3 separate regions of the Sus scrofa genome follow, and regions 2 and 3 are each linked to region 1. A link is a contact called in public Hi-C and promoter capture Hi-C data. All regions are on one chromosome and are shown on one strand. The core of a region is the stretch at or near the end of the contact, and the rest is flanking DNA. Distances in the headings are between cores, read along the strand shown.

What was found. Promoter capture Hi-C pulls out the DNA fragments that hold promoters and counts their contacts. A called contact is a pair of places that touch in the nucleus more often than the background predicts.
Region 2: a Hi-C map of heart right ventricle shows a contact between it and region 1, with 4 times the contacts expected there. The contact joins the promoter of G3BP2 here to the promoter of SCARB2 in region 1. A contact is called at or near these places in 2 of 47 Hi-C or Micro-C datasets (heart right ventricle and subcutaneous adipose tissue).
Region 3: a promoter capture Hi-C map of fetal liver shows a contact between it and region 1, with 2.2 times the contacts expected there. The contact joins the promoter of THAP6 here to the promoter of SCARB2 in region 1. A contact is called at or near these places in 1 of 5 promoter capture datasets (fetal liver) and 1 of 2 datasets of contacts at active chromatin or transcription factors (alveolar macrophages).

Annotation. Positions count from the first base shown.
Region 1 is chr8:71,907,864-71,912,211 of Sscrofa11.1, reverse strand. It overlaps SCARB2 (scavenger receptor class B member 2), which reads left to right and starts at 1,751. Exons shown (of 12, transcript NM_001244155.1): 1 at 1,751-2,187. The coding sequence starts at 2,071.
Region 2 is chr8:71,361,946-71,366,612 of Sscrofa11.1, reverse strand. It overlaps G3BP2 (ras GTPase-activating protein-binding protein 2), which reads left to right and starts at 3,139. Exons shown (of 13, transcript XM_005666759.3): 1 at 3,139-3,354. USO1 (general vesicular transport factor p115) reads right to left here and starts at 2,986. Exons shown (of 27, transcript XM_005666762.3): 1 at 2,748-2,986. The coding sequence starts at 2,813.
Region 3 is chr8:71,180,675-71,185,571 of Sscrofa11.1, reverse strand. THAP6 (THAP domain-containing protein 6) reads right to left here and starts at 3,620. Exons shown (of 5, transcript XM_003482412.4): 1 at 3,528-3,620; 2 at 2,542-2,644; 3 at 824-1,031. The coding sequence starts at 2,621. RCHY1 (ring finger and CHY zinc finger domain containing 1) reads left to right here and starts at 3,763. Exons shown (of 9, transcript NM_001097490.1): 1 at 3,763-3,852. The coding sequence starts at 3,763.

The DNA.
Region 1 (4,348 bases), core at 502-3,001:
GAAACAGTATAGACCCCACCTGTCAATAGTAGGAGTGTCAACGTATCTGCCACCCACCCCCTTTTTTAATGGCCTCACTGGTGGCATATGGATGTTCCCCAGCCAGGGATTGAATCCGAGTCACAGTTGCAATACCAGATCCTTGAACCCACTGCTCCAGCCAGGGACTGAACTCGGGCCTCCACAGCCACCCAAGCCACTGCAGTTGGATTCTTAACTCACACACAGCAGGAACTCCCATTCGCCCCCATTTTGAAGGTATAGGGCATCTCACCTAGTCCTCAGCAGAGGCTCCCAGCTGAACCCACTGTTCCCAGGTTCTCACTGATAGCAGCTGGGAGGCAGCAACACACAGGGTAGAAAAACCGAGGGAGCTACCAGGCCTGCATTCTGGCCTAAGCAGGATCCACCACTCAGCAACTGGTTGAGCTTGTTAGATGACTTACCTCTCAGAGCCATGGCTTCCTTATGTACAAACTGGAAATACTACTACCATGGGGACCAAGAAAATGTACTTTTCAGGCCTTGCAGTGCTGAGCAGCCCTGACCCGGAGCCCTGTCACAGCCGCTGAGCCCTAAAATCTATCTGCTGTTGCTCATCCCAGCTTGGGACAGAGGCCAGTTTCCTGGGGCTGCTCCCAGTCATGACTAAGAAGCTGCTCCTGGAGGGTGCTGGATTCCTGGACCAGGCCATTTTGGCTTGAGGACACCCCCCCACCCCACACCACCCCCATAGGCCTTGCTGAACTTTCTTAGAGCTGCGCTGGGTACTTCGTCCTGTCCAGCCTTCCTTCCTTCCTTGCCGCGCTCCTGCACAGAAGCCACACCTGCGTGTCCTTCAAACGGTGCTCCTGTCACCCCTGCTCCTCTCTAACGCTGCTGGGATCAACAGCCCCAAGGCTGCTGCGGGTATTAAGTAGGTATGTGTTGGCGCCTAGCCAAGGACTGCCATATAGTTGCCATATAGTTGCCATATAGTTGGGTTCCCTCAACTAATGTTTATGGAGTCCCCGCTGCGCGCGGACTTTTAGTCTCGGTGCCTGGGACGTAGTATCGGTGAACCAGGCAGGTGAGAACCTCCGGGCCTCCTGCTTAGGCTTCTTGCGGATCCCCTCCCTGCGGTAAGATAAAGCCGCAATTCTTCTACGGGACACGGGAGCGCTTCCAAGTCTGACCCCAAGGGGGCCTCCACACCTCCCACCCCAACCTGCACACCTGAGCCTGCGGGCAAAGGAAGTTCCTTCTTTTCTCTGACCATCTTGCTCTCTCACCCCCAAGGTCGTACAGCTGTTTCTTCTCCAAATGCTGCCTCCCTCCTCGCACACACCCCTCACGTGACAAACCCTTACCCATCCCCCAAGTCCCAGTTCTGTTGTGGGGTCCTTGGTCACCCAGGCAGAGATGCTTGCGGGCACAGATCTCAGCAGGCACCCCATAAAAGCACTTGTTACACTGCGCTTTTGCTGCTGTAACAGTGTCTCCGTTAACTTGTGAGCTCGTCTAGAGCAGCGGCAGTGTCCTATCCAGGCTGAATCTGCCGGCGCGGCCCTTTGTAGGCCCGCAGCTCCGGACCGAGGAGCGGGGACAGCCCGGGAGGATACGCGGTTTTCCCGGGTGACCGCGGGGGCCTGCGGCGAGGGGGCGGGGGCGCGGCTGGCGCTGCGGGGACCGGCCGGGGTCGATCCGGCCGAATCGCAGCTGCTGCCGCGGGGCACATGACTGCGGGCTCAGCCCCCGCCCCGCCCCGCCCGCTTCCCGGCGCAGCTGCCCGCTGTCTCCTCCCGGGGCTGCGGCGAGCCGGGCCGGCCAGCGTCCCCACCCTGCGCGCTCCCTCCCCACCGCCGCTGCCGGGGCGGGGGAAAGCGAAACCAAAGCGACCCTTCCACTCCGCGCCGGCAGGCCGGGTGCATCGAGGCCGCGATCGTCCAGCCGCGGAGCGGGGAGCGGCGAGCACCCGCCCGAGGGTCCCGGGTCTTCCGGCTGCTTACTGCGGCTGCGGGGGCGGCGGCGGTGCTCCTCCCTCCTTTCCCCTCCCGCCACCCGCCCCCCGGCCGGTGAGCGGTGCGCAGGATGGGCAGGTGCTGCTTCTACGCGGTGGGGACGCTGTCCCTGCTCCTGCTGGTGACCAGCGTCACGCTGCTGGTGGCCAGAGTCTTCCAGAAGGCCGTGGACCAGGCGATCGAGAAGGTGAGGCGTGTGTGTGTGTGTGTGTGTGTGTGAGAGAGAGAGAGAGAGAAGGCGCTTGAGTGCTGGGGGCACACTTCCACCCCACTCCCCACTGCTGAACCTTGTCCAGGGAGGATCTGTGCCCGGGCAAACCCTCTGGACCAGAGCCCTTTTTTCGCCCTCGCCTTCTCGGGGTGGGCTGGAAAGGGTTAAAGAAGGATGGCGAGGAATGGCACTGACCGTGTTCCTTTTAGAATAATAAGACTCTGGATCTCGACTTTTTAAAAGGCTAGCCCTTATATTCCACCATTTGCATTCCCCCACCCCCACCCCAGGCCCTCCCTTTGCCCCATCACTGTTGGGCCCAAGCTCGTTTCCCTCCGACTTCATGAAGAAATAAAACTAAATGAAAGACACCACAGCTGGAACAGGTTTTTGGCTGCTTGCTGAGGCCTCTGAAGTGGTGTGGGGCTGAGGAGGAAAAGCGGGTGTGTGGTCTATTGTGTTCTTGCCTTCCTGGGCTGGGCCTCGCATTGGGTAGCCAGGCCAGGCCTCTGGGGTGGGTGACATTTCAGTGCTCACCCACAGACTTAGCCGGTTCGGTCAGAACCAACATCCTCCGTTGCTTTGTCTCACTCATGGTTCTTCCTCTTCAACAGCGGTAAACCTCAGGCAAAGATGCATTTCGATTCATAACAGAATCTGAGCCAGTCCCGTCCACCTAGGTAGGTGGGCTGGAGAGCTCGTCATTTCAGATTTCTCCATCCTATGGCTTCCCCAGGAGTCATTTCTTCTGCCCTGTCACCCACATCCACCAATCTGTGTGGAAAGATGAAAAAGAGAGTTACTGAGACACTTTTTCCTAAAACAAAAGGGAAAGAAAGAAAAAGATTGGAGCAGCCTTTCTCCTTAGCACCCATAACTTCATGCCTCGTTTCTCCTGCTGGTTAACTCTTGCTCCTGGCCGGATAAAAAAGCCCAGGCTACCTCCGGATTTGATCACTGCATTCCCAGTTAGCAAGATTGTTTCATTCTAGGTGGCAACAGGCATATTTCTTTAATACAGGTTTCTTTTTTTCTTTTTGCTTTTTTCTAGGGCCAATCCCTGGGCATATGGAGGTTCCCAGGCTAGGGGTCTAATCAGAGATGTACCTGCCAACCTAGGCCACAGCAACTCCAGATCCAAGCCACGTCTGCGACCTACACCACAGCTCACGGCAGCACCAGATCCTTAACCCACTGAGCAAGGCCAGGGATCGAACCTGCAATCTCATGGTTCCTAGTCGGATTCGTTAACCACTGAGCCACACCGGGAACTCCTACTAGAGGCTTCTAGAACCCATCAGTTAGGAGTTCCCATTGTGGCTCAGTGGTTAATGAACCCCGGACTAGTATCCATGGGGACTTGGGTTCCATCCCTGGCCTTGCCCAGCGGGTTGAGGATCTGCCATTACTGCCAGCTTGTGGTGTAGGTCAGAGGCTCAACTTGGATCCCAAGTTGCTGTGGCTGTGGTATAGGCAGGCAGCTGTAGCTCAGATTGGACTCCCAGCCTGGGAACCTCCATATGCCACAGGTGTGGCCCTAAAAAGAAAAAATAAAATAAAATAAAAAAAAGCCATCAATTACTTGAAATCTGATAGTTAAAGGCAATTTTTAAAAGATGCCATTGCAGGAGTTCCTGTTGTGGCTCAGTGGTTAACGAATCCGACTAGGAGCCATGAGGTTACGGGTTCGATCCCTGGCCTTGCTCAGTGGGTTGAGGATCTGGCATTGCCGTGAGCTGTGGTGTAGGTCAAAGATGCGGCTTGGATCCCGCATTGCTGTGGCTCTGGCATGGGCTGGTGGCTACAGCTCCGATTGGACCCCTAGCCTGGGAACCTCCATATGCCGTGGGAGCAGTCCAAGAAGTGGCAAAAAGACCAAAAAAAAAAAAAAAATGCCATTGCAAAGCATAGTTTATTTATTTATTTATTTTAAGTTCACATTGCCAAGGGGAGACAAAGCTTCTTAAAGGCCATTGTTTTCCCTGAGCACCTGTGTTCGGAGAAAAAGCTAAACCAAATTTCTCCACTCCCGGGCCCCTGCAAAGCCATGGCAAGATTGTTCAAGGATGTAACCTCTCTCCTGGGTGACTAGAGTTGAGCAATCCAATTATAGTCCATTGAATTTTCTTGCGTGGCT
Region 2 (4,667 bases), core at 1,890-4,389, 550 kb after region 1:
GCCTAAGAAATGCACAATCTAGCTAAAATGTGAAGATGGCTCAAAGGGGAGAGAGATTTATCTGCAAGTTGGTGGGGGGAAAGAAATAAGGGGTGCAAATTAGGGATGGCATCCATGATGGATTTAAAGGAGGGGTAGAATTTAGACAAGGAAAAGAGGCTTTTCACTGGAAAAAGATGAGAAAAGCAAAAAAGATGTAAAACCACAATGAAAATAATTTAATTTTGCAGAAATGGAAAAACCTGCAAAATACTAACTGATAATATATAAGTCAGAAATTCTAAGCTTGGACAACTGGAATATCCAGGTTACATCACATCACCAATTAAAAGACTTAATATTGTACCAACATACTCTGCTGGTGCTCTATAAATACTTCTAAATTAGTAATCCATGACTCCTTGTACCAATTATTGTTTCTGACTAAGATGGTGAAATAAATTTTATTCATACAATAACTCAAGTAACTATTACTTCTTTTCAGAACACATTAGTTTTCCAGTTTTGAGTATACCTGTTCAAAGTTAGGCAAGAACAAGGACCCCCACTTTCATTTTAGTTTATGTGTACAAGATACACAAGTGATATGCAAGGTTCACTTTGAAATCACAATGTAAAAGCTCTGTTGTTCCATTCACTATGGCAAGGTCAAAGTGTTCCAGTCTCGGCTCTGCAATACTGTCCAAGTTGCTTTAGTGCTCTGTGCCTCAGTTTCCTAACTTGTAACATGAGGGGGTTCAACCTAGATAATGCGCAAAGGGCCTTTCGGTTTTATCATCCTATAATCAATTAATTATACATCATCTTTTGTATATAAGTCATTGTGACAAGGTTAACTATAACAAAAAAAGAAAGAGTAGTCTTTCCCTAAAACATGAAATAAAAAATCTAGCCTCTACTGAACACATACTAAGTGCCAGGCTCTTTCTATTTCTTATTTCACTTAATCTTCATCACACCCATCAGAGTAGGCATTTTCCTTATTTTACTCATAGGGTATGGGCTGTCTCTTGCCTCCGATTCAAGGCAATTAGGGGTGGAAGGCAAGGATTCAAATCAAGCTCTAACTCCAAAGCAAGCTCTAATAAGCCACATTTTAAAACTCGGTGCCTCAAACAAAAATATCAGACAGATAAAACAAATGAACACAAGCTGAAGAGGTGGGCTGTGACAATGATAACCTGGAGAGATCATAGCCTTTTCTTTCTTTTTTGGCCCCACCTTCAATTGGGCCAGGGACAGAACCTGTACCAACAGCAGGACCGGAGCAGCTGAATGACAGCACTGAGTCCTCAACCTGCTGAGCCACAAGAGAATTCCAGCACAGTCTTCTAACAGGGCCACTCAATTGCTTTGCTATAGCCATGTGGGGGTGGACTAGAGAAGCTGAATATCAGTTCGTGTGTGTGTATATGTGGAAGCCCCTGATTTTCACATGAGGGAAAACAGATTCACCAGCTTTCAGCTCCCACTTTAAACAGTTCTAATTCAGATTTCGTGAGGTTAACTTTAAGAGTATAAATTTCTAAAATTCCTAGATAAGTTTTAAAACATGGCACCAGCAAGGCAAACCCTGGTTGAATCTTGGCTCGGTTCTTAGCAGTGTGACCTGGGTCAAGTTACTACACCTCTCTAACCCTCATTTCTTCGGTTGTAAAGTGAGGATACTATCACCCATCTAGCAGGGAGGTTAGGGGCTTAAGGAGAATGTAAACTTGAAAGAGCACAATACCCAGCACAAGCTTGACAAATGAATGCTACTATTTTACCCCTGAGGATCCCATCAACACAGGACATGTTTGCAGACGACCAGGTCATGTCTATGAACACTACCCAAAGTTTACCTTAAAAATGTCATACTTTGTCACTTTTGGGGAGATCTAAAATTACCCTCAACGTAAAAGCGTCTTTAAAAAAATGTCATATACACGCTTTTCTAACAGACATTAACCAAACTTCCTAAACCTAAAATAGAACCAACTTAACAACTACTGTGTGCAGGAGCGCACAATTTGTTAAAAGAGACGCTGCAAATCATGTCATCACGAGTTCAGACTTCTGAATGGGGTGAGTGGAAAGGAAATGTGTTCCCAAAGCGGACTGAGCGCGAAAGATCCCTACAACGTCCGGGCTAGTGTTTCCTAAGCATTTGGGTGAGCCTGAAACAGGGTCCGGACTAATAACACCCGGCAGAACGACCGGTCTCTCCAGCTGAAGGGACAGGGGCAGGTGGCTTTGTGTCCCAAACTATCGTATTATTCTTAGCCACTTGCTCCGGTCAACAGCTGGGTTTTAAACCTTCTTGCAGTCCTCCCCAAAGCCCATATCAGACTGCGAAGAACAGAGCTGGACTTTAGGTTCCTCACTGCCAGTGGAGACACTGGCGCAACGGGAGGGGCAGGCCCGCGGCCCGAGGGCGCGGGAGACAGGTCAGGCCACCTCTGCCCTGGATCAATCACTTCCCGGGCGCTATCACCCTCGGACCACCACCAAGCGGCCTGCGGAGCTTCGGGCGCAGCTGCTGTCAGCAGGGCCGAGCCGCTGCGCTGGTGGCTGCGCTGGGGGCGTGAGGGAATATAACTCGGGGGTTTCGGCAGAGGAAGGGGAGGCACGCCGGCAAAGGGGGAGGCGGCGTGTGGACTCCCCGCCCACAGCGGGGCGCGGGAGGTGACCTCCCGGGCCCCAAGTCCTCCGTCCCGGTTCCTGCCCGGACCCTTCCCAAGTCCCGGACCCGTCGCTCCTCTCACCGTCTCGGCTTCTGTGTGCTGGGGTCCGGCACTCTGACCCCCCATAACCCCGCGGAGGAAATTCATCTTGCCGTTCAGCCACCGGCTCTGCCTACCCCTTCGGGAAAAAAAAGATAACTTCCTCTGGTCTCCGCTGGGCCTGGCCTCCGAGCCCGCACTCTGCACTCCGCGGCCGCCGCCACCACCGCCTCCTGCTCGGCGGCCGCTCCAGCCCCCTAAGCCCGGAAACAGCCGCCGCCACCAGTCGAGATGCGCATGCGCGGGGACGTGGCATTACGTGGCGGCTCGAAGGGCGAAGGCAAAGGGAGAAAGTAGGCGAGCGGAGGCCCGCAGCCCGGGGTCGTCAAGCCCCGCCCACTGCGCAGGGCCCGCCTCCCTCCGCAGGGACACGCCTCCTACTCCCGCCCTTCGCGGGTGCCTTCTGCTGGCCTCAACCACCCACGTGGTCGGAGCCCGGCCCTGCCGGCTGGAGAGGATCCGAATAGTGTACGCGTTTTGGCTTGCAGGGTTTTTAATTGTCACCGAGTGGGGTTTACTGTAGGCTGTCAAATCAGGAGTCGTATTTTGTTGAGTGGAAAGTGAAATTTACCTTCGGCCGACGTGACAGGTAAGGGGTCCCGACGCCTGGGAGGGTTCATTCTGGTTTTGCGGTGTAGCGGTACCAGCATTGTGGCCTTCTCATCCCCATAAATTGCATTTCTTTACAGGGCTTTGTTTGGTGGTAGAAAGGGTGCCAGAACCCCCTCATTCCACTACCACGGGAGGGCGCATTTTTCAGCTCTTGCTCTTAAACCCGCTAAAAGGAATTCCTGGATCTAAGCACCAGGTACACCGCTCTTTTCAAGTGGTGTGAAGCGAAAACCTATCTAAAGATAGGAAATACATTGATCTGCAGTGTCAGACTGGCAGCTAGTAGTATGATGTTTTATTAACTCTAAACCCTATATTTTCAGTGTTTTTTTTTTAACATAAAAATGTCATTTTTCAAATCGTCATGCCTTGTTTCTTTCGAAATGAGAGTGCCAGGTACACATGCTTATGGAGTGGTCTCGTAAATGTCTTGAACCTAAAAAGCGCAGGGTCCAGTTAGCTGATTGATTCATACACCCCTCCAACTGCAGGTCTCCCCAGCCTCCCTTAAAGAAAGAAAAAAAAATCAATATGCATCTTCTATGTGCCCGACCCCACTCCTTAGTACTGCTCTCCAAAGCATTGCCTAAGCTAGAAGGAGGAAGCTGAGAGGAATCTGAAACTCTGGGTTTCACCCACACATGTCCTGCAGTCAAGTCCTGTCACTCTATTTATAGAATATTTCTCAAATAGGTCCCTGCTCTCCATCCTCTCTGCCTCTGACATAGTTTATGTTCTCATCATTTTTCACCAAGATCATGGCAATAGCTTCCTAACTAGTTTGTCTGCATTCAGGGCATGGCTTCCTTCCAGTTCAGTCTCCAGTCTATGCCTGGGTGAGCCTACCAATGACAAAACATCTATGCATGTTGGTCCTCTTCTTAATATCTTCCAATTGTTGCCGATTCTCACCATGATAAAATCCAAACTCCTTAGGTTGGTATACAGGCCTGTTGTGTTCTGACTCTTGCCTATTTTTCTAGCTTATGCCTCCCCCGTGTACTTCTGATACCTGCCTGGATATATCCTTCCCTCCCTCCACTTCTTCAAGGAAACTCTTGCTAGTTCCTTAAGACCTAATTCTGGCATCTTCTGAAAGCTTTCCCTGAAATCCAGATACATAGGTATATGCTAGCACTTTGCAGGTGTTAATAAGTGGGAAGCTCTCAGTAAATGCTTGTTGAAGTGGACTATTAAGGGCACAGCTATTTTATTCATTTTTATGTCTCTGTGGCTTAGCAGTGTCCAATAAAGGTGGTATTGATGGATACATGAAGAAAATATTAAAGG
Region 3 (4,897 bases), core at 2,371-4,870, 730 kb after region 1:
ATCACGGAGGAAAAACACACAATTCAACTGAGTTGACTTCGACAATCCTTTTATTGTCTTTTTCTGAACTCTTTTTCTCCTTCCCTTCTCCTGTTCTTCTCTTTTTTCGGTTTTCCACCTTTAGTCTCACCTAGGCTTCACGCTTGAATGTATGTGGCTCTAGAAGTAAACTTTGGGTCTGTGAGAAGCTTTACTCTTGATTCTGGCTCCAGTGTGAGGACCACTACCAACCTGGGACTTCAGTTCAACTCTCTTATGTGCCTCCACTATTTAGACACATACTCATCTACACCAACTCCTAAGATTAGCTCACTTCACCAAACCTAAGAAATGTACAGATATTTATGAGTGGCTACTGGTAAAATACTCCTACTACTCATGACAAAAGCTAAAGCAGCAGTTTATGAATCTAAAAATTTAAGAATGGGTGTTCCTGTCGTGGCACAGTGGTTTACGAATCTGACTAGGAACCATGAGGTTGCAGGTTCGGTCCCTGGCCTTGCTCAGTGGGTTAAGGATCCGGTGTTGCCGTGAGCTGTGGTGTAGGTTACAGACTCGGCTTGGATCCCGAGTTGTTGTGGCTCTGGAGTAGGCCGGTGGCTGCAGCTCCGATTCGACACCTAGCCTGGGAACCTCCATATGCAGCGGGAGCAGCCCTAGAAAAGGCAAAAAGACAAAAAAAAAAAAAAAAAAAAAAAAAAAAGTAACAATGGACTTCAAATTAATAAGCGAACAATAAACATGGTGGCAAGTGTGGTTTATGTTCTTAAGTAGTACTGCAAAAAAGTGAGTAATGATGGCAAGCAGTATTTCATCAACAAACCTGTAAGTGAGATGGGGAATCAAAGATAGAAGGTATGACTCCAGGTTTCAGTTTAATATTCGGAGTGGTTCTGTCAAAATCTGTCTTCTTAAAGTGCCTTGAACACAACACATCTCCTTTTTTAGGCTCCCACATGCCTGCAGCATTCACATCCAGTCTTTTCATGGCTAATACCCATTTCCTTTTGACTTTTTCATCTGTGGGGAATCTAGGAAAACATACAGAAAGCCTTTTAAAATTAAACACTACTGATTTATACTTGAATTAAGGCTGTGACTAAACTGATTCTTTAGTTTGTTATTACTCTTGGGAACTGGAATATTCAGGAGACCGCCATGATTCACACTTTCATAACTTTCAGTTTTCATAGTCAGACTTTCTATCAAACATGCTACAGGCATATGGCCCTCATTTAAATTTTCTCATATTATAAGGAAAAAAGTTTCAAAGGACATTTAACACCTTATAGTAAGATTCACAGCTGAAGATTTTTCTTCATCTATAAATGATAAAGAATAAGACTTGGGGAGTTCCTGTTGTGGCTCAGTGGTTAATGAATCCGACTAGTAACCATGAGGTTGCAGGTTCGATCCCTGGCCTTGCTCAGTGGGTTAAGGAACCGGTGTTGCTGTGAGCTGTGGTGTAGGTTGCAGACTCGGCTTGGATCCTGAGTTGCTGTGGCTCTGGCATAGGCCAGCAGCTACAGCTCTGATTAGACCCCTAGCCTGGGACTCTCCATATGCCGACGCAGCGGCCCTAGAAAAGACAAAAAAAAAAAAAAAAAAAAAGAATAGCATTTGGGCCTTTTCCTATCTGAGAACTTTATCCCAGATGAACACACACACTGGTACTTTCATTCTTCCATCAGCACCAAGACATTTCTTAGTAGAGCATTTAATAGAAAACAGGGGTATAAATGCGTAGTGAGTGAATGCAGAGAACACCTGCAGAGTTTGGAATTTTGGAGATCAGAACTCATTTGAGATTTGGAGGCCAATAACTATCTTTTCTAATTTTCCAAGCTGGTTTGAATCTTTTTTGGAATAAGGTAGGGCACACATACTCATTTTTTATTTCATTATATCTAGCCAAGTAGTTAGAGACACTTCTCTGGCACATAGCACAAGTGCCTGGCACAAAAACAGCAAAATAAACTTGTAGCAAATGAGTAATTATTAAATCTTATTGTCCTTTCTTTCCTATGCTGCCAGAAGAGTGGTTAAAATACTAAATTAGGACCATCTTAATTTATCTGCAATACAGCTACAAAACCTTTAGTCTGAACTAGTAATTTATATATATATTTTTCCTACCACGGAAGTTTGATCTATTTCTAAACATAAACATAACCTTGACTTATTTTCTAAAAGACAGAATATATTTAGGCAAAGATCCTTCATTCACATTGTAAACTATATGTAAACGACACTGAATTTCTTTGATGGTATGTTAAAATGCAAAGTAAGAATCTTAGCAAAGATGACTTTAATGATATTTTTGTTAATCAGCTTATGATACCTCGGCAGGTATTTTTTACACTTCCACACCAAATCACACAAGTGTAGAAGTTATCACTGTCACTTCAAATTCAACTACAAAGGTTATTTAAAAAGAACTTGAGAACTACTGTTCAAAATTGAAGATGAAAATAGAACTGCCTTTTGCTTTTCTAACAGTCAAAAACATACTTGGTATAATTAACTAGGGCAGAATCTTACACGTGAAATGTCAGTCCTTTTAACTTGGAATTTGGTAAACAGCGAGAAGCACATCCAATGGCTGAGCAACATTTCACCATGGTGTTAACAACTCATAACAGAACTGAAAGAAAATTAAAAGGGCAAGCGTTAGTAACTTCAAAGCTAAGGGGAACATATTCACCTTTCCCAGTATGTTCTGGTATGTTTCAGTTAGGTAGCATGAAATCAGTTAGAAAGCCAAAGGCAAGTATTTTCTTCCAAAACGTTTACTTTGCTCATAAAATTTTCGAGGGGTTTGTCTCTTTACTAAAGCGAGTCATATTTAGCTATGCCACAAGGCGCCTGATTGCAGTTTTGTAGCTGGTACATTTCCCATCCACAGCCCCTTAGGCACCATGTTCCCTCCGCTACAACGCCTTGGCACACTAACTCCTGAGCTTCCCCCGGGAAACCATCCTTGACACCCAGATATGTCGGCTCCTCTCCAGTATTAGCTCTCGGAAAACACACTTCTCCTTCTCAAAGCTGTAATCATTCCTACATTTATTTCACATTCTCTGATGAAAGTCCTCCTCCACCAGCCTGGTGAGTTCCATGAGAGTATGGCAGGGCTTGTGTTTTTTTCTCACGTGTGTCCCCACCGCGTAGCTGGTAAATGTTACTACACATTTTGAAGGAATGAAGCGGACGTAAAGGAGAAGAGGAGGTAAAGGTGGGGCGTGAGACGCTGGCAAGTACGGGTGCCCAGCAGCAGCGGCGCTCCGGTGGGGACCAGATCCGAGCCCGGAGGCCGGCCGAGCTCCGCCCCCTTCTCGAGGCCCTGGCTGCGGCTGGGAAAGGGAGGGGCCGCCCAGTCACAGGTGTGGATGCAGCCGGAGAGCGGCCCTTCCTCTAGGGCCACCGGGCGTCTCCGCGCCGCTGCGGTCCTCCTCACGCCGAACCACGCCCAGGGTGTGGGCAGGCAGCAATGGGGAGAAAAGGAGAGACAACCTAAGATTTGTTACCGTTAGCGGCGAAGGCAGCGACTAACACCGATAACCGAGATTGCGTCTCCCTTCACTTCCGCCCCGTCGCCCCGGGAACCGGAAATCCGGCTGCCCCGGGTCACGTGTCCCTCCGCCATCTTGGCTCTGCTGGCAGCAGCAGCCAGGAGGGGGGGTGCTGGAGCAGAGCTGGGTCTCTGGACGTAGTTTTCATCCTGGGGGAAGGGGCCGTGGAGTTTGAGAGGCTGTGGAAGAGATGGCGGCCTCGGCGCGGGAAGATGGCGGCCGCGGGCAGGAGCACGGACGGCGGGGCTGCGAGCACTATGACAGAGGATGCCTCCTGAAGGTGACGACTTCACTGGGCTCTTCCCCTAGGAGCTTCCGCCGGGTCCAGCTGGGGGCGGGGTGGGCAAAGCGGTTCGGCTTGGGCTTAAGTTTGAGGCTAGGCTGTTGTCAGGACACCTTGTCTAGCTGGGTTGCTGCCGTAGAGAACGTTTTTGGCAAGGCGACCACACGCCCCACCTTTCCTCTTGTGTTGTACTTTGCAAGCAAAGCTCTTCTTGCTTGGGAAGAGCCTGGGCTTGCACATAGGTCACTTTATTAGTGGGTTCTTTTTATTTAGTCTTTCGCTTCTGGAAGTGGACTTCGGCAGCCTCAGGCCTGTGCTGACATTTCCCTGGGATCACTTTCAGGTGTGTGATGAAATAATGGAAGAAGGGCGAACAAGCGGAGCATCGGCATACGATTTCATCTCCTGTAGTAAATAAGTTTTACAGCTTGCCAGCTTCATTTTAGAGGCAGTGAGTATGCCTAAACCTGCCGCAGAGAAAACGTATATGTGAAATAGGAAGACAGTCATTTAATTGCCACAAAATAGGAAATTATGTATGGGAGAGTGTCTGATGGGCATGTATTGTTACTTCTGTTATTTAAGAAAAATTCCTAGTCAGCTTCGAATTTGAAAAATTGACATCCATCCAGTTATTTTTCTTGCAAGAATTTTTCTTCCTTAAAGATTTTGCTTAGAAGGCTTGAGCTTTGGAGTCCGACAGTCCTACCGCCAAATCTTAGCTCTGCGCCTTAATAATTCGGTACTTTTGAGAAAACTACTATTTACATATAAAATAGGAGTGATAGAAGTTCCTCTTTCATAAATAAGTTTGAGGTTTTGAGACAACCTAAAGCCTCTGCTGTAGGCTGTGGTTTGGTGAACATTCCTTCACTGCACTGGATGAAGCTCTTTCACGGCTGGTCATTTACCAAGGGTTGTGTAAAGATATTGAATGCTATCCTTAAGATTCCATTTCCATTGAGATGCCGTGTTAGAGTTTCGGCCTTGGGGTTTTAGACCTCCTCCTCTCATCTTCCCAAGAAAGGCACAAATACATCTG